2 separate regions of the Zea mays genome follow, and region 2 is linked to region 1. The links are chromatin contacts, called in public Hi-C maps. All regions are on one chromosome and are shown on one strand. Each heading gives the region's core, a stretch centred on a gene start, on an enhancer-like site or on the middle of the called end of the contact. The rest is flanking DNA. Distances are from core to core; before and after follow the strand shown.

Evidence for each region. A called contact is a pair of places that touch in the nucleus more often than the background predicts.
Region 2: a Hi-C map of tassel shows a contact between it and region 1, with 6 times the contacts expected there. The contact joins two enhancer-like sites. A contact is called at or near these places in 7 of 25 Hi-C or Micro-C datasets (ear, endosperm, leaf and 3 more).

What each region holds. Positions count from the first base shown.
Region 1 is chr6:149,859,875-149,865,920 of Zm-B73-REFERENCE-NAM-5.0, forward strand. No RefSeq gene overlaps it. Among protein-coding and RNA genes, the nearest start is that of LOC100383697, 21 kb to the left of the region's middle. Within about 2 kb of position 3,162, at least 18 of the 20 cell types and tissues checked have an H3K27ac peak or open chromatin away from gene starts, as enhancers often do. A contact at or near this core is called in tassel, where this site is marked.
Region 2 is chr6:150,010,315-150,016,360 of Zm-B73-REFERENCE-NAM-5.0, forward strand. LOC542211 reads right to left here. Exons shown (of 58, transcript NM_001111823.2): 53 at 5,933-5,994; 54 at 5,773-5,845; 55 at 5,237-5,371; 56 at 4,581-4,754; 57 at 4,227-4,492; 58 at 3,843-4,118. The coding sequence ends at 4,100. Among protein-coding and RNA genes, the nearest start is that of LOC103630237, 26 kb to the right of the region's middle. Within about 2 kb of position 3,352, at least 5 of the 20 cell types and tissues checked have an H3K27ac peak or open chromatin away from gene starts, as enhancers often do. A contact at or near this core is called in tassel, where this site is marked.

The DNA.
Region 1 (6,046 bases), core at 1,912-4,411:
AAGCACATAGACATCCGGCATCACTTTTTGAGAGACCACCAGCAAAAGGGAGATATCGAAGTGTTTCATGTTAGCACCGAGAACCAGCTAGCCGATATCTTTACCAAGCCTCTAGATGAGAAGACCTTTTGCAGGCTGCGTAGTGAGCTAAATGTCTTAGATTCGCGGAACCTGGATTGAATTGTAGCATACATGTAGTTATGCTTTTGATCATGTTCCTTTTTGCATTATGTTGCTTATTATGGTGCTCAAGTTGTACAAACACTCCCTGGACCTCACAAGTCCGTTGCAAAGTGATGCACATGTGTAGGGGGAGATGTGTTACAACTTGACCCTTTGAGACTAACCATGTGCTTGAGTTTGATAATTTAGTCTCGAAGGAGGATTGAAAGGGAAAAGGTGGGCTTGGACCATAAAAGACTTCCACTGCACTCCGATGAGAGGGTAACTAATTCCAAGTTCATCTCATGAAATCTTATTGCCATTTGCTCTTAATTGAAGACTTTGGTGAGGCAATGAGGTTAAGAGGCCAAGATTGATCCTGTTTTGGTGCTTGATGCCAAAGGGGGAGAAAATAAAGGCCAAAGCGATAAATGGATCAGCTACCACTTGAAAGATTTTGAAAATAGTAGAATAGAGTTTTTGTTTTGTCAAAAGCTAAAGCTTTTATTGTCTCTTATTGTCTCTATTTTCAAAAGTTGGCTTCTTGTGGGGAGAAGTGTTGATTATGGGAAAAAGGGGGAGTTTTTGAAATCCGTGGTCAAATTCTTTTGAAATGACTCTCTTTATGCTTCAATATGTGTGTTTGACTTATAGATAGAGATTTGAGTTTGATTTGCAAAAACAAACCAAGTGGTGGCAAAGGATGATCCATATATGCCAAAATTGAATCAAAACCAATTTGAGTTTTTATTTGAAGTGATTTTGCACTTGTTCCACTTGCTTTATGTTGTGTTGGCATAAATCACCAAAAAGGGGGAGATTGAAAGGGAAATGTGCCCTTGGGCCATTTCTAAGTATTTTGGTGATTGAGTGCAAACACAAGGGCCTAAATGTGAATTTATGTACATGGATGAACAAGGTGAAAATCATGAAGTAAAGGTATGTTTCTAAGCCTTAGTACATTGGTTTTAAGTACTAATATATTTGTCTAAGTGTTAGAAACAGAAAGAAGAAGAATAGAGAAAAGGAGAAGGGACTTGGCTGTGTGCTGCCAAGACCCAGCTCGGTCTGGAGCACCGGACTGTCCGGTGTGCACCGGACAGTGTCCGGTGCGCCAGGCTGGCGCGACTCGAACTGGCCGCTCTCGGGAAATTGGCCGGCGGCGTACGGCTAAAATTCACCGGACTGTCCGGTGTGCACCGGACTGTCCGGTGAGCCAACGGTCGGCCAGGGCCAACGGTCGGCCGCGCAATCCGCGCGGGACACGTGGCCGAGCCAACGGTCGGAAGACGGCACCGGACTGTCCGGTGTGCACCGGACATGTCCGGTGCGCCAACAGCGCCAGATCTGCCAACGGTCTGCAACGGTCGTCTTCGCCGTTTAAGGAAACAAATCGGGCACCGGACAGTGTCCGGTGTGCACCGGACTGTCCGGTGCCCCCGACGACAGAAGGCAAGGATGGCCTTCCGGATTTGCTCTCAACGGCTCCTAGCTGCCTTGGGGCTATAAAAGGAGCCCCTAGGCGCATGGAGGACACACACAAGCAACCTTTGAGCATTCTTGATCATCCACACTAAGTCTCTGCGCATTCGTTTGTGTTTCTAAGTGATTCGAGCTCTGTTCTAAGTGAGAACTCTGAGATAGTCTTGTGAGCTCGATTCTTGGCCGTGTGTGTGCGCTTTTGCTGTGGATTTGTGTGTGTTGCTTCCCTCCCTTACTCTGTGTTTCATTTGTGATCATATACTTGTAAGGGCAAGAGACTCCAATTTGTGGAGATTCCTTGCAAACGGGATAGTGAAAGGAAAACAAAACACCGTGGTATTCAAGTGGGTCTTTGGACCGCTTGAGAGGGGTTGATTGCAACCCTCGTCCGTTGGGACGCCACAACGTGGAGTAGGCAAGCGTTGGTCTTGGCCGAACCACGGGATAAAACCACTGTGTCACTCTGTGCTTGATTCTCTTGTGGTACTGTGTTTTGTTGAGATTGTTGAGACTTCACCTTAGCCACTTGGCAATAATCGTGCTAACACTTAACAAGTTTTTGTGGCTTAAGTTTGAAGTTTTTACAGGATCACCTATTCACCCCCCCCTCTAGGTGCTCTCAATATCACTCTCCTATAAATAGATGAACAATATCATGCATAAAGCACCTTTTTGAGGGCCTTAAGCCTCGTTTGTATTAGCCTTCGAAGTACCTACGTGCTATCTCTCGTGTAAAGTCAAAGGTACGCTAGTACTTTTAATTCATAAGAGGTACTTTTAATTCATAAGAGGAAAGATGGCATAAAAGGAATGTTAAGGCATTTGAGATGAGTAACATGCTTCGTTCTTCATCACTCTTTGATGCATTCCTGCTTCGTTTGTGATGCTTATTCATACCTTCTCTCTTAAATTATCTCTTCGGAGAAGAGATAAAAGAAGGGAGCAGGTTTCTATCTTCTAACGTGTGCGGTCTTATTTTTGATACCATATAGTAATGAGAAGCAAGTGACCAGCAATAACCAATTGAAAGCAAAACAATAATAACATATGGTATAAAAGGTAAAGTAGATACTTAAAGGAAGATACACATACCTAAAACAAGGAATAAAAAATCTAGTTACCTAATTGTTGGTGAAGAATTTGGGTCCATAATTTTAACTAACTCACTTGACAATAAATTTGATCTGAGATGCATGATGTACCTCATGAGCCCTGATACGTATTCCAATTGTGCCATGATATAATATATATAAAAAATGTGAATGTATAGAATTATTCAAAGTGACAAAATCTTTCGAGATTTTACCATGACAAAGCGAAAAACCATATCCTTGCATGAGAGGAGGATATATATATCCATTTACATTTTTTAGTTAAAAAACGTTGGATATATTGACATATCGAAGAAGGCGTTCCCTGAAAAAGCGAAAACACCAGGGAAGCTGGGACAGAGATGGTGCAAAGTGCAGAAAGGCGAAGAATGTTGGCACGGTCTGAGGAGAAAGTGCGGCGAATATCTGCAGACCGCGCGCGGTGTGTGGCGGTGGGTTGGGCCGGTGCAACCATACTTTGTCTGCCCAATCACTCTTTGGCTAAGGCACATCTGATATCATTATATCAAGTAGTACTGATATTGCACATTCAGGTTAGTAGTATATATAGCTGCTACATCTGATATCATTATATCAAGTAGTACTCTCTCTGTTCTTTTTTATTTGTCATGTTTTAATTCAAAATTAACTATCGGGCGATAAATATTCGATAACGGAGTTTTGTTAGGGCAATTCCAATAATACGACGCTTTGGCTAAGGCACTTCGCCGCGCCCTGATATTTTGCATTTGTATATGTGATTGTTCTATATATTGATGACGGTTTCAACCTAAATTGAATGGTTTAGCACATAGCTAAAATGATTTATACCAGTATTTAGGATGACCAATAACCAGCTTGATGCGACAGTAACCAAAAAATTCCAGTCATGTATAGTATAGACCAATCAACTTCAACCTTTGTTTTATTATCTGTCAGATTCAGATCAATGCATGGATCCGCTGCTGGTATGTTTGTGGTTCTCTCCTGCAATGAATCCCCCCACCCCACACACACACACCCACACAAACACATGAAATCTTCTGCCACTGATACCGTAGTGACCTGAATCCGATTGATCGATCGACCTGTCGTTTGCACGTCAGCTTTTAATCCTGGACGGAAAGGAAATAAAGGAGGCTGCAGTAGTTGGAGTCTGCGTGTGTAGACAGGTGATGAAGAGCGGACGGGAGGGACCACGCTGCAATTGGATGAAAGGACTGACGGATCACGGACGAGCACGAGGACGAGAAAGACATCAGCTTGTCATAGCAGCAACGAATTGAAGCTGGATGAGGCACCACCGCGCGCCCAACTACCCAAGGAAGAAGAGACGAGCGGATGGATAGGCAGAGCGACGAGACGATAGACTAGCGTACGTCTGGTAGCACGCAGTGCGGCGAATGCAGTCTGCACTTGTCATGCCTGCATTGTATTGTACTGTAATAATGATCAGTTGGCAGATCGAGCTTGCTCCGACCCACGCTGCCAACCATCTTTCTGACTCACCACCACCACCACCACCGCAACGACCCACAGGCGATCGAGGCTCGTCTCGCCAGCCGTCCGTCACCTTGGGATTTCTCTTCGGCGCTGTGCCATGTCATGGTGTCCAAGCAATTTGCAAGGACATACGGCGCTCTACCTAGCCTGCACTGGTCTTTGGTGCGTGGCGCCTTTCGGATGGTTTGGCCGTTCTGCTGGTTGCGTTCAGGCAAAAGGGGAGGCCGCCGCTCACTGGAAACCAGCCCAAGGTATTACCCCATAGGGCGGAATTTCTCACAAGCATCTGTACAATTACAGGCTCGTGTGTTTGCATCTTGCGTTCAGATGAGCCTGTACCGTCGTGCAAGTGATGTCTTGGAGGACAGAGACTGATTAGCAGGATGATAATACTAATATTTTATAGCGTGATCCACTACACCTCTTGTTTTAAGCTACATAGAATTTTTTGTTTTTCTTCTTCTTCTAGGTACACTATTTTTACTTTGTATCTACGTATAGAGTATATCCAAGTGTATAACAAAAATATTACACCCTCCGTTTCTTTTTAGTTGTCGCTGGATAGTTCAATTTTGCACTATCCAGCGACAACTAAAACAAAACGGAGGGAGTATGTATGTATAAACTATACAAGACATCTTGTAATTCAATATATATAGGGGGGTTATATATTTTACCAAAAGAAAGGTTTCCTTCTCCTTTCCGTTCAAAAGTTTCTTTTACATTTAATACTTCCTTTTCGGATACACACAGTCGAGTTTTCGTTGAATTATTAGGCCTAATAATCCCAACCCGGATTCAATAACATTCCTTCTCTCGTTGTAATACTGCCTGCACTCATAGCACAGGCTTGCATTGTAAATGCCCTGATTGAGAGCGCAGTTTTTAAAATTACCACAGTTTTTCAGTAGCAAAGTCTAATAGTTGTTATGTCATCACCATAATTAGGAAACCAGGAGATTCGCACTTTTGGTCAGGCTTAATGAAAGTTAAAAACCTTTTTCTAGCGAATGGAACGTTTAAAGTCAATAACGGACAAGCAACTAGATTTTGGGAAGATAAGTGGCTGGGGAATTTTACACTCCAGCACAAATACCCGAGTCTATATAATATTGTTCGACATAAAAATGTGAAAGTAGCTACGGTGCTTGAGACTGTCCCGCTAAATGTATCCTTTCGCAGGGGATTGCATGGAGATAACTTGGGACGGTGGTATTCGCTAGTTAACAGGGTAGTGGGCCTTTCATTAAACCAATCAAAAGACACTTTCAGTTGGAGCCTTCACCAAAACGGGAAGTTCTCCTCTCACTCGATGTATGCAGCCTTGATTGAGAGGGGAATACACCGTCAAGAGTCTCTCATCTGGAAACTTAAAGTACCACTAAAAATTAAGATATTCTGCTGGTTCCTAACACGGGGGGTGATCTTGACAAAAGACAACCTAATCAAAAGAAACTGGGTAGGAACAAAAAAGTGTATGTTTTGTTCTCATGACGAGACCATCCAACATCTTTTCTTCGATTGTCACTATGCTAGATTTCTTTGGCGAACGATTTTCTTTACCTTTGGTATTAGAGAACCAACTAGCATACAGGATATGGGATCCTCCTGGTTGCAGGAGTTCGATAAAGAAACAAAGGCAAAGATTTATGTTGGTGCCATAGCAATCTGCTGGGCGTTGTGGCTAAGTCGAAATGATGTGGTTTTTGATAAGAAGCCTATTATAACTTACGTGCAGGTACTCTTTCGAGGGACTTATTGGTGTCGGTTCTGGGGGCTTCTCCAAAGGCGTGAAGAGGACATCGTAA
Region 2 (6,046 bases), core at 2,102-4,601, 150 kb after region 1:
GTGGCAGAAACTTAGCAACAGTTATGTGGTGGTTGAGGGCTATAAATTCAACCCCAACCACCTCCATTCAAACACATCCAAGCATTCCAACTCCCACATTAATTGCAAAGATCTAGAGTTCACTCCAAAGCCTCACACAAGCATCAAAGATCCTCCAAGTGCAATAATTGTGATTGTGTTCATTAGTGATTAATGCCTTGTGAGAAATTCTAGAGAGTGTGAGCTAGTGTTTTATTTCTTGCTCTTTGTTGCTTGGTTTCTTGATCGTGCTTTCTTCATCTCCTTCTAAACTTTCAAGTGACTTGTAAAGCTAGCAAGAGACACCTAATTGTGTAGTGATCCTTGCATGGTCTAAGTGACCCTCGAGATTAAGAAGAAGCACTCAACCGGTCTAAGTGACCATTTGAGAAAGGGAATGGGTTGAAAGAGACCTAACCTACATGGCCTCCTCAACGGGGAGTAAGTTCTTCAGAACCGAACCTCGGGAAAAAGTTGATCATTACCTTGCGGTTTGATTCTTCTTCTCTCCTCTCTCTAAAGTTCTATTGCTTATCCATTTGAGTTAGCTCCCAAAGTAAATCTGCACATTGATTGAGCAAATCATGGCAAGGAGAACCATATTTCGTACTCAAATTTCTTTATTACTTGTTCAAACGCTAACTTCGGGTGAAGTCCGTGTTCGAAGTTTATAATTTTTAGGTTTCGCCTATTCACCCCCACCCCTCTAGGCGACTTTTAGTAGCACACGTATCTAATCCTCTAGTGATGATTGTGATAGTGAGGGAAAGCCCTCCTTAGATGAACTTGCGCAAGCCATTAAGTTTTTTGGGATGTTTTGCACAAAAGAAAAGGCTCAATTAAAAACTTTGAAAAATAAGTTGCTTAGCTCTCAAATGTTTGTTGGAGAAATTTGAAATCTTTGCAAATTTCAATTGTGAGCTAACAACTAAAATTGAGCAGTTAGAGTCTAAAGTTCCATCCTCAAATACCGATGATAATCTTTTTGAAAAGAATGAAAGACTTAAGGCTAAGTTAGCTAGCTCTCAAGATGATATTGAAAACTTGCTAGACAAATGAAATTCTTAGCATACATAATAATGAGCTAACTACTAAGCTAGAAACATCGGTAGCACCCTAGGAGCATCTTTAGTTGAATTCCTAGAATTATTAAGAAAGATGCTTCTACTTGTTGCTTTGATTTAATTGATGACTCTATCCATGCAATCAGGTTCTTGTGAAGAATGTTATTGTAGAAACTTGTTCAGATGAGATTGCTATGGAAAATGAATAATTGAAGCAAGAGGTGGCTCACCTTGGTAAGGCATTGTATGACAAGAGCTTGCTCAAACACCCAAGTGCTTAATAGAATCACTTGGTGATTAACGTACGTGCTTTGCGAAGTGCTTAAGTTAGTTAGACTGCTATTGCGCTTGCTCTAGAAGTTTCTAGTTAGTTGAGTTAGCTTAGAAAAACTCAGAAAACCCCTCGACTCTTGCGCGAGGAATTGTAGATGTACTGAGTGGGACGAGAGTCTTGTGAGACCGCATCAACCGAGTTTGTGGTGCGGTCGCCACTGTGTACCAAAGGGAACGAGGCTCACGGCGTTTCAGCCGAAGGCTCGATAGTGAAGATCGCGGGGAGCATCCAAGAGGAGCCAGAAGCGGAGCACCACTTGCACGTGAAGAAGGCATGCGGCTCTCTATGGAGTTACTCTTCTGTGGTGTTTGACCCTCGTGTGGGCTTTCCTTTGCATAGAGACACCAACGAGGATTAGTCAGAACCTTGTGCGGTTTTGGATACCTCGGTAAACCTACTGGCGTCGTCCACGGGAGTTTGCATCTTTACGTTTGTTTTTAGCTTCCGCATTTACATTTAAGTACCTAAGTTTCTTTCTCTATTCCTAGTTTAGATTTGTTAGGATTGGAACTTAGGTTGCAAAACTCCTTTTGCAGTGAGATAGCAACTCTTAGACAAAACCTAGTTTGCACATTCTAGTTTATTTATTTGCATAGGTTTTGTTCTTGGGATTTATTTGTGGCCTAGATTAGCAAAGTTTTTAGAAGTCCTAATTCACTCCCTCTATAAATGTTAGAGAGTCAAAGATATCTAGTGCTCACATATAAGAATTTGTGATGCATTGCTATAAGTGTTTAATTCTCTTCGATGTAGCGTTATTTATCCTATGATATTCCTCCTTATGTTCATGCATACCCATTGTGCATTTCAAATAGGTAAGCTAGATGATCGTGCAGACTGAAGGGCATGGATCGGAGCAGATCTCAGGGCGATGTCGACAGATCGAACCGGAGGATGGATGACCTGATCAAGTACTAGGATCAAAGATGGTTGCCAAGCGGAAGCCTCTAACAAGCACTAACTTAATATTGGTTTTCAGGCAAGCCCCGATGCATTCAGTGGTGCCATGTCGATACGAGCACATGTTCTACTTGACTAAGCTCCGATGCATTCACCCCTTTCCTTATTGTTTACAAAAAAAATTACCTTACATGATGTATATGTGATAGGAGTTGTGTGATGAAACAATTGATGCATTACCATCCTTGGAAACTTGATTATCATCCTTGATACCTTTTTTATGAAAAGCTAGTGATGCTTAGCCCTGCTTATTAAATTAGGTTTTGTTTTTAAAAGATGATGTGCAACAGTGGATATGGGAATTTATGAGGTTTTGTTTTTAAAAGATGATGTGCAACAGTGGATATGGGAATTTATGGAAAAGGGACTTGTAATGATGAAGGCATCATTTGCGATGATGAATTCATCATTCAAGTAGGGTACCTCTCTCAGGTACCAAGTTTGGGGGATACTTTAAAAATAGAGACCAGATGTTGAGCATGAAAGTTCGCATGTTTATGTCGATTAAAAACGGTTCGTTGTAGGCTTGCTGATCAAGGACTTTTTAGCTAGCAACATACCACGTAAAGGGTAAGCCTGAACCCGGCTATTCCATACGTGAAAAAACAACCACACACTGGACATGGGAGATGGCGGGATGTACTCTCCTGGCCAAGAGGCTAGACCGCTAGATGCAGTATTGTGCTCCTAGATAGCGCGGACCGGTTCACGTTTTGAAAGATCCATGAGAATGGTTGACATATGCATTGTAACTTTTGTAATAAGATTTTCGCTATAAATTTTGGTATGTAATTTGTGTTTACTTAATCTTGTGATCATAGTTATAAGTGGTTTATCCGAGATCCTTAGAATACTCGAGCAGATCATACATAACCGTCTAAGCTCTTTAAGACGAGGACACATACATATAGATCCAATAACTTAGGAGGTTCTGTAACAAATCTCGCCTTCACAAACAAGGATAATCTTCGCTCGGCGAAGCACTAGAGCCCTGCGATGAAACCAACCTCTGACGCCACCTTTGCAAGCAATTCTCCCTCAATTTTGGCCCAATAGCATTTGCACCGAAGCAAAACCAGAACGTGACTCTCAAAAAAAACGTGGACATATTTAGACTTGTCAGGGATTATTTAGACTTAATAAATTCATCTCACAAATTAGACATGACATATGCAATTAATTTTATAATAAGCACATGTTTAGTCTTAATTAGTATCCAAACCTGGACTAAACTTTGGTCTAGAGGATCCGACACCCTCTTAACATTTTCAGTCAGACCTTGTTCGGTTATTCCCGTTACACATGGATTTGATGAGATTAGAAAAATTAAGAAGAAAATTTAACTTGCTTGAGATTTAAACCAATCCGATCTCACTCAATCCACATAAATTGAGAGCTAATCGAACAAACCCTCAAGTGGCACGGAAGAAAACCTAAGGCTATCTTCAACAGCTTACACATTCTTATACTCATATTCAAAAATCCACCCTGCGAACAGTACAATCTACAAACAATACAATCTACAGTACAAAAACAGTGTTTTGGATGGCCATAAGGGTGAACTGCTAAACACGGTCTAAGAAACTGACAAAAGGATGGTCCAAGGCATCTTGAAGTTCTGCTAATTACAAAGCTGCACATACAAACTGTCACCACGAAACTTCTATGCACACGGTATTCACAATATTTACATGTTATAAACTGCTACTGTTTCCAAGAGAGCTCACCAGAACGGACACCACCTGTGAAACAAACAAGCAACAAACAGTGAGTCACAAAAAAAGATGGTTGGCCCAGAATTACAGAACGGGGCAGCTGCAAGAAAGGAGGAAGTTCGAACAGATTCATACCCGACATAGTTTTGGCACAAATTTTCGTGTGAAGTCGCTTGGAGTATGAGCTTCTGAACCTGAACCTTCACTGAGAGACCAGGTTGGGCATCCCGGGCATCTCCTGAAGCCAAATGCTCACTGCCATGTTGGATAGAGCTACCTGCTCCAGCCAAAGCTGACCCAGAAGAGAAGTCACGCCCTGTTAGTTTGTCACTCATCCGTGCCATCACAGCTACAGCACGCTCATTCAAAACCTCATTGGCATCACCGAGTTGATTGACAGCCTGCATGGACAAAATTAATGGTTACTCATCCAGGTGAGTGGTCGGGTTTAGTGCAATCAGACCACGAGGATGGAGAAGAGCAGGTAACCTGTAGCAGTTCCCTCTCACGTGCTCCTCGCTGAGGTTGCATGAGCTCTCGGTTAGCCACTGCTTCTTCACTACTGACAACCGTGTGAGCATGAACATTACCATAGTTCGACACTTGAGGAACCTCATTGAAATTGAACAGACGCCAATTGATTAACGGGTCATGTACAAATGCCTGGGGAGAGCAAAAGCAAAATATTTAAAATGCTTAATAAGCACAAGATCGCCAAGCATGTAGGTAGGTGGTACAAATAACACACACAACGAAGAACTGAAGACAAAAGGATATAGTCATCTTCCTATTGTGTTCTCCAAACAATCCCCCATTACAAAATCAGACCGTTGTAGAAACATTGGGAGCATCAACTCAAAATATAGTACACAGATATGACAAATTAGTCTGCTATTTAATTTCTGCTAAATAAGGATACACATTTCTTTAGTGAGTGACATCTTGTTTTATCTAATCAAGCTCTTGATTTCTGATTGAATCCAGCCTTAAGAAAACTAACTCCTAACCATTATTTATTTTTTTACTTTTCAGAATCTGTACTAGTAATAAAAATAACAGCGGCATCTGAAGTGAAGAAACTAAAGATTTCTCCAAGATATACGCTATGCAATAGGGTCATACGGAAAATAAGGTGATAATCTCACCTCCATCATGGCCATAACGCTGTCTCTGTTTGTGCGAAGGACTTGCATCACATTTTCACAAGTTGTTCGGAATGTACCCTCAATACCGCTAACTTCCATAGCTTTCACAAGCATTCGAGTCAAACGGAATGGTACCTACACCGTACATTGCAAACTGGTAAGATACTGTCACAAACAAAAATGTAATGTCTAAGTCACAGTGAGGAGTACAAGTCATGAACACATTTCTAAATGTTAAACGTGCCTCCAAAAAGGCAAGTACATACTTTGACCACTAATTTCTCTTATAGTCTATCAATATAAAGTCTCAAGCATGGACTACTGATTTCTCTAGTATATTGTCCACGATAATAAAATCTTAATCATAAGAAAACACTTTCGAATCAAATGGTGCAAAGTTTGTATCGTGCAATCTACACACTGGTATATTAATTTCTGGCCAAAGTTTATAAAGTTTGAAAGTTGAAACACCTACACCTTATAAAAAGAAAGTGAGGGAATAATTAAGGTATAATGCACACAGCAAGATTACTTACTTTTTCAGGGAACTTTTCTCGATTCATTGAAGCCTCAAAGCAATCTCCGAAGTCGATGTGTAATATTTTTCCACTGAAGAAAAAAGAACAATTTTATTACAGAAGTAACCGCATAATGCATACACTATACACTAATGGAAGAATAGTTCTGAAGATGTACCTATAGCGATCTAACATAAGGTTGCTTGGATGCCGATCTCCTAAACCAAGCAAATACCCAACCTGAAAATTACCTTTTCAGCATCTTAAAGTAATCAAGATTCCATTTGAAAAT